2 separate regions of the Mus musculus genome follow, and region 1 is linked to region 2. The links are chromatin contacts, called in public Hi-C maps. All regions are on one chromosome and are shown on one strand. Each heading gives the region's core, a stretch centred on a gene start, on an enhancer-like site or on the middle of the called end of the contact. The rest is flanking DNA. Distances are from core to core; before and after follow the strand shown.

What was found. A called contact is a pair of places that touch in the nucleus more often than the background predicts.
Region 1: a Hi-C map of the N1E-115 cell line shows a contact between it and region 2, with 2.3 times the contacts expected there. The contact joins two enhancer-like sites. A contact is called at or near these places in 1 of 484 Hi-C or Micro-C datasets (the N1E-115 cell line) and 1 of 115 datasets of contacts at active chromatin or transcription factors (large pre-B cells).

What each region holds. Positions count from the first base shown.
Region 1 is chr2:166,457,611-166,463,273 of GRCm38.p6, reverse strand. 5031425F14Rik (RIKEN cDNA 5031425F14 gene) reads right to left here. Exons shown (of 3, transcript NR_015558.3): 3 at 4,504-4,853. Among named protein-coding and RNA genes, the nearest start is that of Gm30908, 11 kb to the left of the region's middle. Within about 2 kb of position 4,118, at least 57 of the 459 cell types and tissues checked have an H3K27ac peak or open chromatin away from gene starts, as enhancers often do. A contact at or near this core is called in the N1E-115 cell line, where this site is marked.
Region 2 is chr2:165,785,179-165,790,973 of GRCm38.p6, reverse strand. Zmynd8 (zinc finger, MYND-type containing 8) reads left to right here. Exons shown (of 23, transcript NM_001363020.1): 22 at 3,727-3,810; 23 at 5,236-5,795. The coding sequence ends at 5,384. Among named protein-coding and RNA genes, the nearest start is that of Gm29993, 57 kb to the right of the region's middle. Within about 2 kb of position 2,868, at least 62 of the 459 cell types and tissues checked have an H3K27ac peak or open chromatin away from gene starts, as enhancers often do. A contact at or near this core is called in the N1E-115 cell line, where this site is marked.

The sequences.
Region 1 (5,663 bases), core at 2,869-5,368, 670 kb before region 2:
CTGATGTTATGGTCATGGCCCTCATTGCAGCCTCCCGTAGAAGAGACGCAGTACTGACTACTGCTGTCTGATCAATATTTTCTTTTCCACCTTCCCCTCTGCCTTGTCTCGGGCAACCCAGATGAAAGTGTTCATGAGTTATTTATTCTGAAATCTAAGAGCAGAAAGATGGAAGGAACAAGCGGGAGAAGTCTTCGTTCATGCTCTCTGATGTGGATTGTCCACCCAGGAGCAGGCGGCTGGCACTAGCTGCTGTAAGGGACGTGATCTGTGAATTCGAGTGACCAGCTTTGGTGTAGGCTCAAATAAGAAAACCAGCAAGGCTTGTTGCTGTGGCTTATACTTGGGAACATTTGGTTGCCAGTTGGGGCCACTGTTTTGGGAGACCTTGGAACTTTCAAGAGGCTAAGCATAGCTGGAGGAAGTGGTTTAAAAAAATTTTTTTTTTAGTATTTATTTTCTCCTAATTCCCACACTTTTTAATGTATGTGTGTGTATGTATATACGTGTGTGTATGTATGTGTGTGTATATGTGTGTATACATGTATGTGTGTAGTATGTTTACGTATGAGTATGTATGTGTGTGTGTGTGAATGTGTGTATGTGTGTGTGAATGTATGTGTGTTTGTATGTGTGTATGTATATGTATGTGTGTGTATGTGTATATGCGTATGTGTGTGTGCATTAGTGTGTGAGTGTCATAGCATGTGAGTGAAGGTTAGAGACAACTTTGGGAGTCAGTTCTCTCCTACTGTGTGTGTTCTGGGGGCTTGAACTTGGGTCAACAGATTTACTTGCAAGCCCTTTCACCCAGTGAGCCATCTCTCCGGCTCCTGCCTTCTCCTTTTGATGGCCAGAGGAAATCTTTGCTGCATGCCCCTGGCTCAGTCAGCGCTTGTCTGCTCATGGCCTGAGATGGGTTCCTGTGAGCCAGTCTTCCATTAGGACAGACAAGAAAAGGGTGGGTTTCTGAGAAGGGATTTTATATTTGGTTTTGTCTCTATGGTGATGTCTCACAGACCAGCCTCAAATGACTAGAACAGCAAGCATTTATTTTCGCCCTCAAGGTCCTTCAGTGTACGCTATGGGCCAGCAGATCCAGGCTGACTTTGTCTGGTCAGCTATGACTCAGTGTAGAGCAGCTGGGCTCAGCTCTAGCTAAGGGGTGGCCTCACTGTGGTTCTCATCGTGAGCTGTGCTGAGGTTCTGTCTAGAAGAGTTGCAGGAGCCAAGATGCAAATACATGCAGCCCTGATCACAAGGTATATTGTGCTATAGATGCTCTGCTCTGTCTTTAAAGCAACCTCAAAGTGAATTGGCAGGATGTCCACTCTGCCCTGCGGAGGACCCGAGGGTTATAGGCAAAAGGAGTCTGCCTACAAATGTATCCCAGAATGCAAGATCAGTATCAATGGCCTGAAAGACCCCAGATCCCCAGTCCCATGTGTGCCTTCAACAAGAACACGATTTCTCCAAATACAGTCATAATTGAGTCACACCTGTGGTGACAGCCCAGAAATCAGAATGATCTCTGAGACATTCTGTGGGTACCGTGCCTGAGGCACCTGCCAATGAGAACTCTACAGAGATGCAAGCGCCATATTGGTTTGTCAGGGCTGCTCTCTTGGCTGTTTCCATCTAGTTAAGTTACTTAAATTAAAATGTTAGGCAGATGAACATGTTGGTACATGCTTGCCCTACCAGTGATTGGGAGATAGAGGGCACAGGAACCATGAGTTTGGGGTCAGCCTGGGCTACATAGTAAGTCTTTGTCTCAAGAAACCAAAACCCTTAAGGATAGGGGTATAGCTTACGGGATCTTGCTTAGTAGTATCTAAGGTCCTGGAGCTATCCCCAGCATCAAGACTGTATTTAAAAATAACTCAGAAGTTAAAATTATAACCAGATGATATTAAAATGGAGAAGGCATATTTTATATCCATTAGCATGGGCCCCTTTACCTAACATCTTTTTTAAATCAACATTCTCTGGAGCGCATTGCCCATCCACTGTGACATATTAGCTTTGACTTACACAGATGTGATTCAAGTTTTCTGTTCTAATACCTTTGTTTATGTTTTTAAAAAAAGTCAAAGGAAATTTTAAGTAAACCAGCAGACAAAAGGCCAAAGTTTTGAAGCAGCTTCTGACGCTCCCTCCTGACCTCTGAGGAAACGTGGCACAGACTGAGTGTCCACAGCCTCCTTCCTCACAGAGCCATGGTCACCATTTTCCTCCCAGAAGTTCCTATGCACTCCAAGCTGGGCCTCTGTCCTTGGCCGTGCTTGGTTTCAGGGTAACCATGTCAGACATATATCATGTTAGTTAATATTCTCATTGTTATGGAGAAGAATCATCTCACCAGAAGCAACTGGAGGAAGGAAGGGTTCGGGGGTACAGTCCATCACAACGGGGAGCACAGGGCGGCAGGAGTGTGAGACAGCTGGTCACAAAGCACCTGCACTCTGGAAGCAGACAGATGGCTGCTGCTGATTGGCCGGTGTTCTCCACTTCCTTCAGTCCAGGGCTGTTCTGAGTTGCCTAGCTGGAGCTCAGGGTGGAACTACACTCTGGCTAGTGACACGAGATTTCTGGGACTCAGTTTCCCTGTTGGTGCTGGAAATGGACGAGAACAGGACCTTCCTTGGAGGAAACTAGGAGGGCGAAATGGAGTAAAGACATGGGATGCACCCAGAGGGTCTCTGGACCCAGAAGAAACATTTCCCTTCACATGGACAGGGCCATTTAGAGACTGTGTGATAGTCTAGCTAGCATGGCGACCTTATGTCTGTGCCTTAGCGGTCCACTTGGGGTCTTTGTAATAGGGGTGGGGTGGGCTGGTGATAGCAGCATCATTAACTTATGAAGAATAGCTTTCAAGTTAAAAATTGTTTTTCCAGAATAAGACATGCTAAATCCACCAGAGGGTGTTTTTTAAAGTCATTTCTAAGTCAGTGGAGATTTCAAGTGTGCTCAACGTCCCTGAGGGTAAAAACATTGCTGAGTGAAGCTTTCAGAAGAGAGAGAAAAACCAGGGCCTCAGAATGACCCCTGTCACCTGCCAATACTTTGAAATAAACCAGCCTGCCGTTTGACCTCCAGTGCGAATGTCCCATGGTTGAGGTGGGTAAGGATAGACTGACTCACAACCCAGACAGCCAGTCCAGCCTCCCGGGGGACTTCCTGTTCCTGCAGCCTCAGATGCAGGAGGGTTTGAGTGAAACCAGAGCCGGCGCCTGAGAACGAGAGGATGACCAAGCCAAATAAAAAGAGGGAGCCATTTTCATCTCTCTTTCATGCACGCCGATGGATCAGAAAATTGAGAGAGAATTAAAAGTAATTAAAAAGCTCTTCCAAATGGTGCAGGAAGCAGAGGAGGCTGCAGCCCCTAAGGGCAGGGAGCAATCTATGATGGGAGAGGAAGCAGCCCTGGGAAGAGCAAGAGCATGCCTGCGTGTTTATGTGTGTGTGTGTGTGTGTGTGTGTGTGTGTGTGTGTGTGTGTATGTGTGTGCATGCATGTGCAAGTGTATGTGTGTGTACATGTGCATGCGAATGTATTTGTGTGTGTATGTGCACATGTGTGTGTATGTGTGTGCATGCATGCATGCCTGTGTGTGCACAAGTGTGCATGTGTGTGTGAAAGTGTATGTGTGTGTATGTGTGTGCATGCATACGAGTGTATATGTGTGTACGTGTGTGTGTACGTGTGTGTGTGTGTGTGTGTGTGTGTGTGTGTGTGTATGTGTCTCAGAACTTGCCCTGTGTGAGTCCCCTTTTCTTTTCCAATCACACGGCAGAAGCAGGCTCGGCCAGCACTCATCCACATCCTAACCAGCTGTGTGTGAGGAGCCTGGAGGCTGGGTCTCACCACAGGCAGGTTCCACCGTGCTTTCCCTGCCAGGATCATGGACTGAAACAAAACCAGCATGAAAGGGAGCAGAGAGAGGGGCCATCAGGAGCTACTTTGAGCCGACCACCACGGACTGTGCTGTTAGTGAATGGCTTTAGACAGGCTCCCACGAAAGGGGCATGTGTCGTCTTCCCTTAATTCTGTGTGGCCCATGTCACCTTCCAGCTTGTCTCAAGAAGCTCACGGAACCCGACTAGCTGACTCCCCTCCTTCCTCTTTCTAGACTGTGTGTTGCAAAAGTTTGAATTTGGGGTTTCTGTCTACAACAGTAGAGGCGTTGAGCCATCGGTGGATGCCGGGCCCTTGGCTTCAGAGACTGGGTTAGAGACAGATATGTAAGACTCATATTTTGTACTTAGGTTTAAATTTTGGGATAAAAAAAAATGCCTTTCTCCTAGGGCTCCTGAAAATGGAAACAAGTACAAGAACAGAACTACCCTGAGAGGGGAGAAACCACTGACAACCAAAATGGTGGGAGGGAGAGATGGAGGGGTTGTTTCCCTGATCCTGCCATTCGAGTGCCTGGATCCAGCCATGTCTGAAGTCGATCCCTTTAAGGGCACAAGCTATGAGCTCTTCCTATCATACTTTCTTAATTTTTATTTTGAGTCTGTCAACTGTAATCACGACCGACAGATTAAAACGGTGACTACCTCAGTAAAGGTCTGAGATGCGTTCACTGATGCCAACGTCCTGATGAGAGTCCAGAACTAGGGTCCCCACAGACAGCGTCTGCTCTGCTCGTAACAAAGCACAGTCTTATAACTGGAGCTGAAGGCCTCTTGTCTCGGTGCCTCTCACATCTGTGGACTACAGTCTGGACTATGCTGAGCTAGACCACTCTCGATGCAGAAGCTTATTAATGCCCCAATATGAACATGGAGACCCCAGAAGCCAGGCCACACCTGGAAGCTATTAGTCTCATCCTCATCCATCTTGTCCTAGAAGACAAAAAAGTAAATATTATGCATAGGGTTATTAATATAACATGCATGTGATACATATTATGTGTTAGTTATTAATATTTGGCAAAAGACACATAGAACAAAAATCTTCATTGTTTGTATCTTCAGTGTGGATATTGTTTTGTCTAGACTCTGTTGTTTGGCTTTTTTTTGAGACAAAGACTCCATTTGTAACCCAGTCTGGCCTTGATCTCCCGATCCTCCTGCTTCAGGCTCTCCGGGACTGGGCAGACAGACAGATGTGCACTGCCATGGTCAGCTGTGATCTTAACAAACAAGCAAGCAAGTAAACATGCCAATAACCCTCCGAAACATCTCTTCTCTCTTACTATGAGACACAAAGTTAAGTATAGTCCAGCTTCCCCCGCCCCCTCCTTAAAGACTGGCTTTAATCCCATGGGGTCCCTCATCTCGAGTCAGGCGAAACGAGACACTTCAAGGTTTCGGAGACCCTTGAGAACATTCCTTCAGTGTTGTTTCCAGCTGGCGAGATTTAGAGTCCACAAACACACTCTCCGTGCGCGGTCTTATTGTTTACATACTTCATAAAAGCAGCGACTTTCCTTCTGCTTCACAGTTACAGTGGCACTAAAAGTATGTTTAAAAAGAAAAACCGCTCATCTCTCCTTCCCCCAATGACCTTGAAATATAGAAATGACAGGCCTGTCTCCAGTTTTGTTTTGTGTTTTTTTCTCCTTGAAAAAACAGATCAGTCCCTGAGCCTGCAGATCACAGGAAAGGGACAAGCTACAAGCATTACACTCTTCACTGGGGAAGGGGCGGGGC
Region 2 (5,795 bases), core at 1,619-4,118:
TTTTTTTTTTGAAATCATGTTTGTAGAGATGCCTTAATGGATTTCCCAGTTTTTAGTGATGATGATGATAAAAATAAGTTTAAAATACAAACAGGCATGGTGGTGCATGCTTTTAACCCCAGCACTCAGGAGTCAGAGGCTGGCAAGTTCTAGGGCAGCCTAGTCTACAGAGTGAAACTCAGTCTCAAAAAGCAAAGAAGCCCCCGAACTGAGTTAGGAGAAGAGCTCTGACCTTAGGGATGTCTTAATTCAGAGAGTGGAGCTGGCAGTATCCAACTTAGGAAATACCGTTTGGGACTCTGGGGAGCTGCAGAGAAGGTGAAGCTGAGGAGTGATATTGAGGAATGACCTTGAGGTGTCCCCTAGCAGGTCCAGGTTGACCTGGTGGCCATTTCGGGTCACAGAGCAAACCGCCAGACGCATAGCTGGCCATGTCCCAGCAAACCCTGGCCTGCAGAAGAGGCGGTGCGGCTTGGGCCTATGGGTTCCATTTGCTGCCCTCTGACCTAGAGAATCTTGGGTCACAGGCAAGAGTAGAAGGAGACCTTAGGTCCAGGAGGAAGTGGCTGGGTGTGGGGGAGAAAGCCGTGAGTTCCAAGGAATCAGTGGCTTAGCTGATGGCATCGGAGCCAGGGTGTCTGTGCAGGTGTCCCTTCCTTGTGTGCCAGGCGCAGTGCGGAGCTCCACAAAGTTGCTGTCAGTGGAAGCCAGAGATGGTTGTCCAGGCTGCACCGTGTGGCCTTTAACTTCTTCTTAGCCACTTTCTCTAGCTGTGTCTCCCTGGTACTCTTCCCATCGGAAGCTCTGATAATGGAGTCTCCTGGGTTCCCCTTCCCAGGTTTTCCTCAAGCTGCACCTGAGCCCCAGAGTTCAGTGGGAGGACATCACCCAGGGGGACAGACTCCTCCCATGGCGACACACACAAGTCTTGATCACCCTGGGCACAGTTTCTCACCTGCTCGGTCACCTTACCAAGTCCCTGCCATGGGCCTCTGCTTTTCTACTCTATAACAGCAGCATCTCAGATTCTCTGTTCCTATCAGAGCACCTCCCTGGCTCTCCCTGTCCCCACATCCCTGTGAGCATCTGGTGCGGGTGCTGTGCCAACAATCTGTCTTGTTCAGCCAGGCCATTCCACACCTGGCCTGCCTCTCTGTTCTGTCCTTGGCTGCTAAGCTGCCCCCCACCCCCATCTTTCTGAGGAGAGGTGATAAATTCACCTGCATCTCCATGCCATGCCTCTCATCACTGATAGACAAGAGTGACAGTCAGGTCTGTGTTGTCCTGGAAGTGGATGTCAAACCATTGGGCTCATGTGACTAAGAGCTGAGGGATGGGATTGGACCTTTCCCTTCAGGTCATTTAGATTGTGACTTTGGTTTGTGGTTACCGGATTGAGCAGCCCAACCTGACACTTGTCCACTCCGCTTCCCCATCCCAGTTAGAGCCTCTGTGGCATCCCATCCTGCCTCCATCTCTCTCCTCGCTCTCCCCATCCATCTGGCTACTGCGTTGGCATGTCACCCATGTCTTAAGAGATGGAGCCGTCCATGGGGCGTAGTGACGCACACCTGTAACCTTTAATTCCAGAGGCAGAGGCAGGTGGATCTCTGTGAATTTGAGGTCAGTCTGGTCTACGTGGTAAGTTGCAGACTATCTAGAGCTACATAGTGAGACCCATCTCAAAAACAAAACAAAACCAAACCAAAACACAACAACAAAGAGTTTGAGAGAGATGAAGCCATTGACAAGGGCATAGAGAAGTCTAAATGTTGTGAGGTTTATTATTGCTATAATTTTTTTTTTCTTAGAGTGCTGGGCACGGGTGCAATGCTCAGGACAGACCCGAAGCCTTGCATATGCTAGGGTGCTGTTCTTTAGTCTGAGCCCCAGTCCAGCCGACATGTTCCAACATGTTCTGACATGTTATCTCAGACAGTGCCCAGGCAGGTGGATTTTTCAGAACATGCCTTGTCTTGAATCTGGGGTAAAGAATGAGGCCAGGGTGATAGAGAAGGTGGCTCAGAGGGACAAACAGGAAGGCCTAGAATGTAGGCCCGTGTAAGAAGCGTGGTGAGGCAGCGTGCATCCGTGATCCCAGGAGACACGGGTTTAAGAGACCCAGACTCCAACAAAAAAAAGTAGAAATAATTGAGGAAAGCATTCATTGACCTCCCGACTCCACACACTCACACTTACATGTTACATGTACACAGACAGGTACACCCTCACACATGTTACATGTGCACCCACTCACACTTACATGTGTACACACCCCACACACTCACATATTACATGTACACACAAACACACACCCCTCACATACACTTCCCCAGGCCTTTTGTGTATTGAGGATTGATCTCGGGGCTACATGCCCACTGGGCAAGGGCTCCCCACGGATGGAGTCATGTCACTAGCATCAATTTGTCCTTTAAGGGTTTTTGGGTTTTTTTTGCTGTTTTTTGTTTTTCAAGACAGGGTTTCTCTGTGTAGCCCTGGCTGTCCTGGAACTCACTCTGTAGACCAGGCTGGCCTCGAACTCAGAAATCCTCCTGTCTCTGCCTCCCAAGTGCTGGGATTAAAGGTGTGCGCCACCACCTCCCGGCCCTTTAAGGGCTTTAAACAGGATGTCTCTGCATACAAGCACAGAGGCTAGACTATAGCCGGCAAGGTGTCTGTCCTCCGCCTGTCTCCACTGCCATGGTGGCCCTCCGGGGACTTCCACAGGCCTGCTTCCTGACCCGTCTTTAGAATGCATCAGTGACCTTCGCCTCCCTGGTTTCTGATTGCTTTCTGTGGTCTGGCCACACTTGGCTGAGTGAGCCTGCCCCCTCCCAGCCTGTCAAGAGTCTTGGCAGCTTGCCCTCGTTCTCCGTCTCTGCTTGTGGCCTGCTGGCATCCAGACTGAGGACATGCGTGGTCCGCTGTCTCTTCTAAGTTGTAATTCCAAGGTTCATTTGCACTAACTGTAATGCCACTCAGCACCTAGGCACATGGCCACTGAGGTGACACTTCCGTCTCCTTTTCTTCCTCCTCTTGATCCTGTCCCCCCCCAAGCCCCAAACTCTTCAGGATATTCAACGTAAGCACTCCTTCCGCTTCACATTTTTAGGGTTTTAGGCACTTTTGCTCCGTAGCCAAGGCTGGCTTCAGAGTCATGGTCCTCCTGCCTCAGCCTCCCGAGGGCTGGGGTGACAGGTGGTGAGCACACTTGGCTTTTCTGAGGATTTGAATATAGTTTGTGGATGGCCCTTTATTGCGGCCTAGGGTTTAGTCAGCTGGTCTCTCCCAGTTGCTGTCCCTTGTCGTCCTCAGTGTGGCCCCTTTGCTAGCCTTCCTCTTCCTCGCAGTGCGTCTGCTGTGTGGTGCCTGACACCCTAGTGCACCTCAGCCCAGCCTCAGTTTCCCTGCTAGAACCAGGCTTTGGCAGAGCTTGTGGTTTGGAACATTTTGCTTTCAAAATCCTGAGCATTTGTGGCTTGCCAAGTATGGGGCTGCTTTTATGTCCCCGCGTGTCCTTCTATGTTCACCTTCCTCCCTGTGATGTGGCGCCGTGTCCAACGACCCTGTTTGTGGTTTACACAAGTTTTTAAAGGCCCCAGTCACCTGTAAGCACATCCAGTCGAGTGGCCTACATGAAGGAACAGCTAGCCATGGGTGTCGGCCCCTGGGGTTGTGTGCAATTTCAGCTGTGATGGATTCTAAGGCTACCTGTGCTCTCTTCAGTTAGCAAGAGGTGTGACAAGCAGCCTGCCTATACCCCAACCACTACAGACCACCAGCCGCACCCCAACTACCCAGCCCAGAAGTGTAAGTATGACCCTGTCTCAGGGGAGCTGCTGGGAGAGTCACTCCTGGCATGCAGAAGCCATGTTTTGTGTGTCTGTGTGTGTCCGTGTGGGCGTGTCCTGTGCTTTGAGTGTTGGTCTCCCTCTGCTTTGCCGTCGCCGTCGTCTTCTTGTTTGTTCCCCATTGCTGCCTTTGCAAACTGCTGTAGGTTGGGCCATTCAGAGCCTTTGTTTTGTCTTAGCTGGGTACTGCATCTCCCCTGCCGTGGTCTGCCATGTTAGCCAGCATCCTGGGCCCAGTCCTTTAGAGGCTCAGGCTTTGGAATCTCAAGTTCTGTTTCTTTCATATCCCCACTGATCTTGGCTCTTCCCCACAGCTGGAAGGACTTGGTGATGTGCGACTATATCCATGCCACCCCTCAAAGACCTTCTAGAAGATTATATAGCCTAACTGCCAGGAATGTGAGCTCTCAAAGGACCATTTGGAACTCTGATTGTCCTTTTAGAACACTGCCCCCTTCTGGCTGAATATAAAAGCAGCCTGAACTTTTAAATTTTTATTTTATTTTATTTTATTTTATTTTATTTTATTTTATTTTATTTTATTTTTTTGCATGTGCTTTGTGAACAGGCAGTAAGAAGTAAGAAAGACAGTCCCCCAAGGGCAGCAGTGGTCCCTTCTCACTAGCCCTGCTCCATCTTAAGCTTGATGCTCCACAGCTCAGGAAAGTTAGAGAATCTGGGAGCAGCAAAGGGGTCTTAGTGGCCAGCCATTAAGTGTAGGGCCTTAGTGTAGGGCCATTGTCCTCTTCTGTGATAGCGTCTGTGGCTCTTCTGTTAGCTTCCTCTTTGCTTCCTCAGCCACTACCTAACTTGCTGCCCGTGTGACCTCAAAGCCATCCCAGGTGTCCGTTGGGGTCTGTATCCGTCACTGACCCCTAACATGGTCCTTACTGGGAGTCCACGGAGTCAGTGTCCAGGTGGGCTTAGCCATCTCATCTGGTCCTCATTTCTTCTCTTACAATATCTTCCTGGTTTGGATATGAGTCTTATAAATGAATCAGGAGTTCTGTGAGGTCACCACAGATGTCAGATTCTGCGGGTCTTTCTCTAAGAGCCGAGGTCAGAGGCAAGGTGCATGGGCCCCCCGTGGTATAGTCCAGACTCTTAACAGGGCAGGGGTTCCCCGTCGACTGGACACCATCACTCGCTAACCTCACTCTCTGCTAGTGTGACACCTTTTGACCTTTCAGTTAGCTATAGCCCAAAGCCAGCTGCCCTCACTCTGTGTTCTACAGCCACAGCCCTGGGATCTCAGGGGCAGCTGTGGGCGTGGTCCGGTTGGAGTGGGCGTGGTCTGGCTGGAGGGAGGGAAGGTAACTTCCAGCTGGGAGATGAGTTGAGGAAGGTGGGGAGGGGAGTTGAACACACTGCCTTTCCTTCACAGACCATTCCCGGAGCAGCAAGGCAGGTTTGTGGAGCAGCAGCGAGGAGAAGCGAGCGTCATCCCGCTCTGAGCACAGTGGAGGGACCAGCACGAAGAACCTCATGCCCAAAGAGTCCCGGGAGTCTCGGCTAGATGCCTTCTGGGACTAGGGGTGCATTGTGAGCCAGAACACCTCCCTATAGGCGGGAGAAACAGCCCAAACCACAGGAAGCAACAGAAACTGGAGAACCGCCACCTTTAGAATTTCCAACACTCAGGCTCTGCCCGTCGGCTTGGCTGCAGGACAGAGACTTGACTCCATCCCAGCTCTGGTCTTGGCTGGGATGGCACTACCCTGTGAGCCAAACACTTTAGGTGTAAGTAGGTACACTTGTGACGTCACTGACCTAGCGTACCTTTCCTTTTCATATCTACACTGACCTTAACTTATAAAAAAAACAGAAAAGAAAAGCAAGTTTTATATATATACATATATATATAAAGATCTACAATTAAAAGAATGTTTTGATAATCCAGGGGCTGGTTAGTGAGCCCGCTGGCCTCACTGGGGTGTCAGGGCT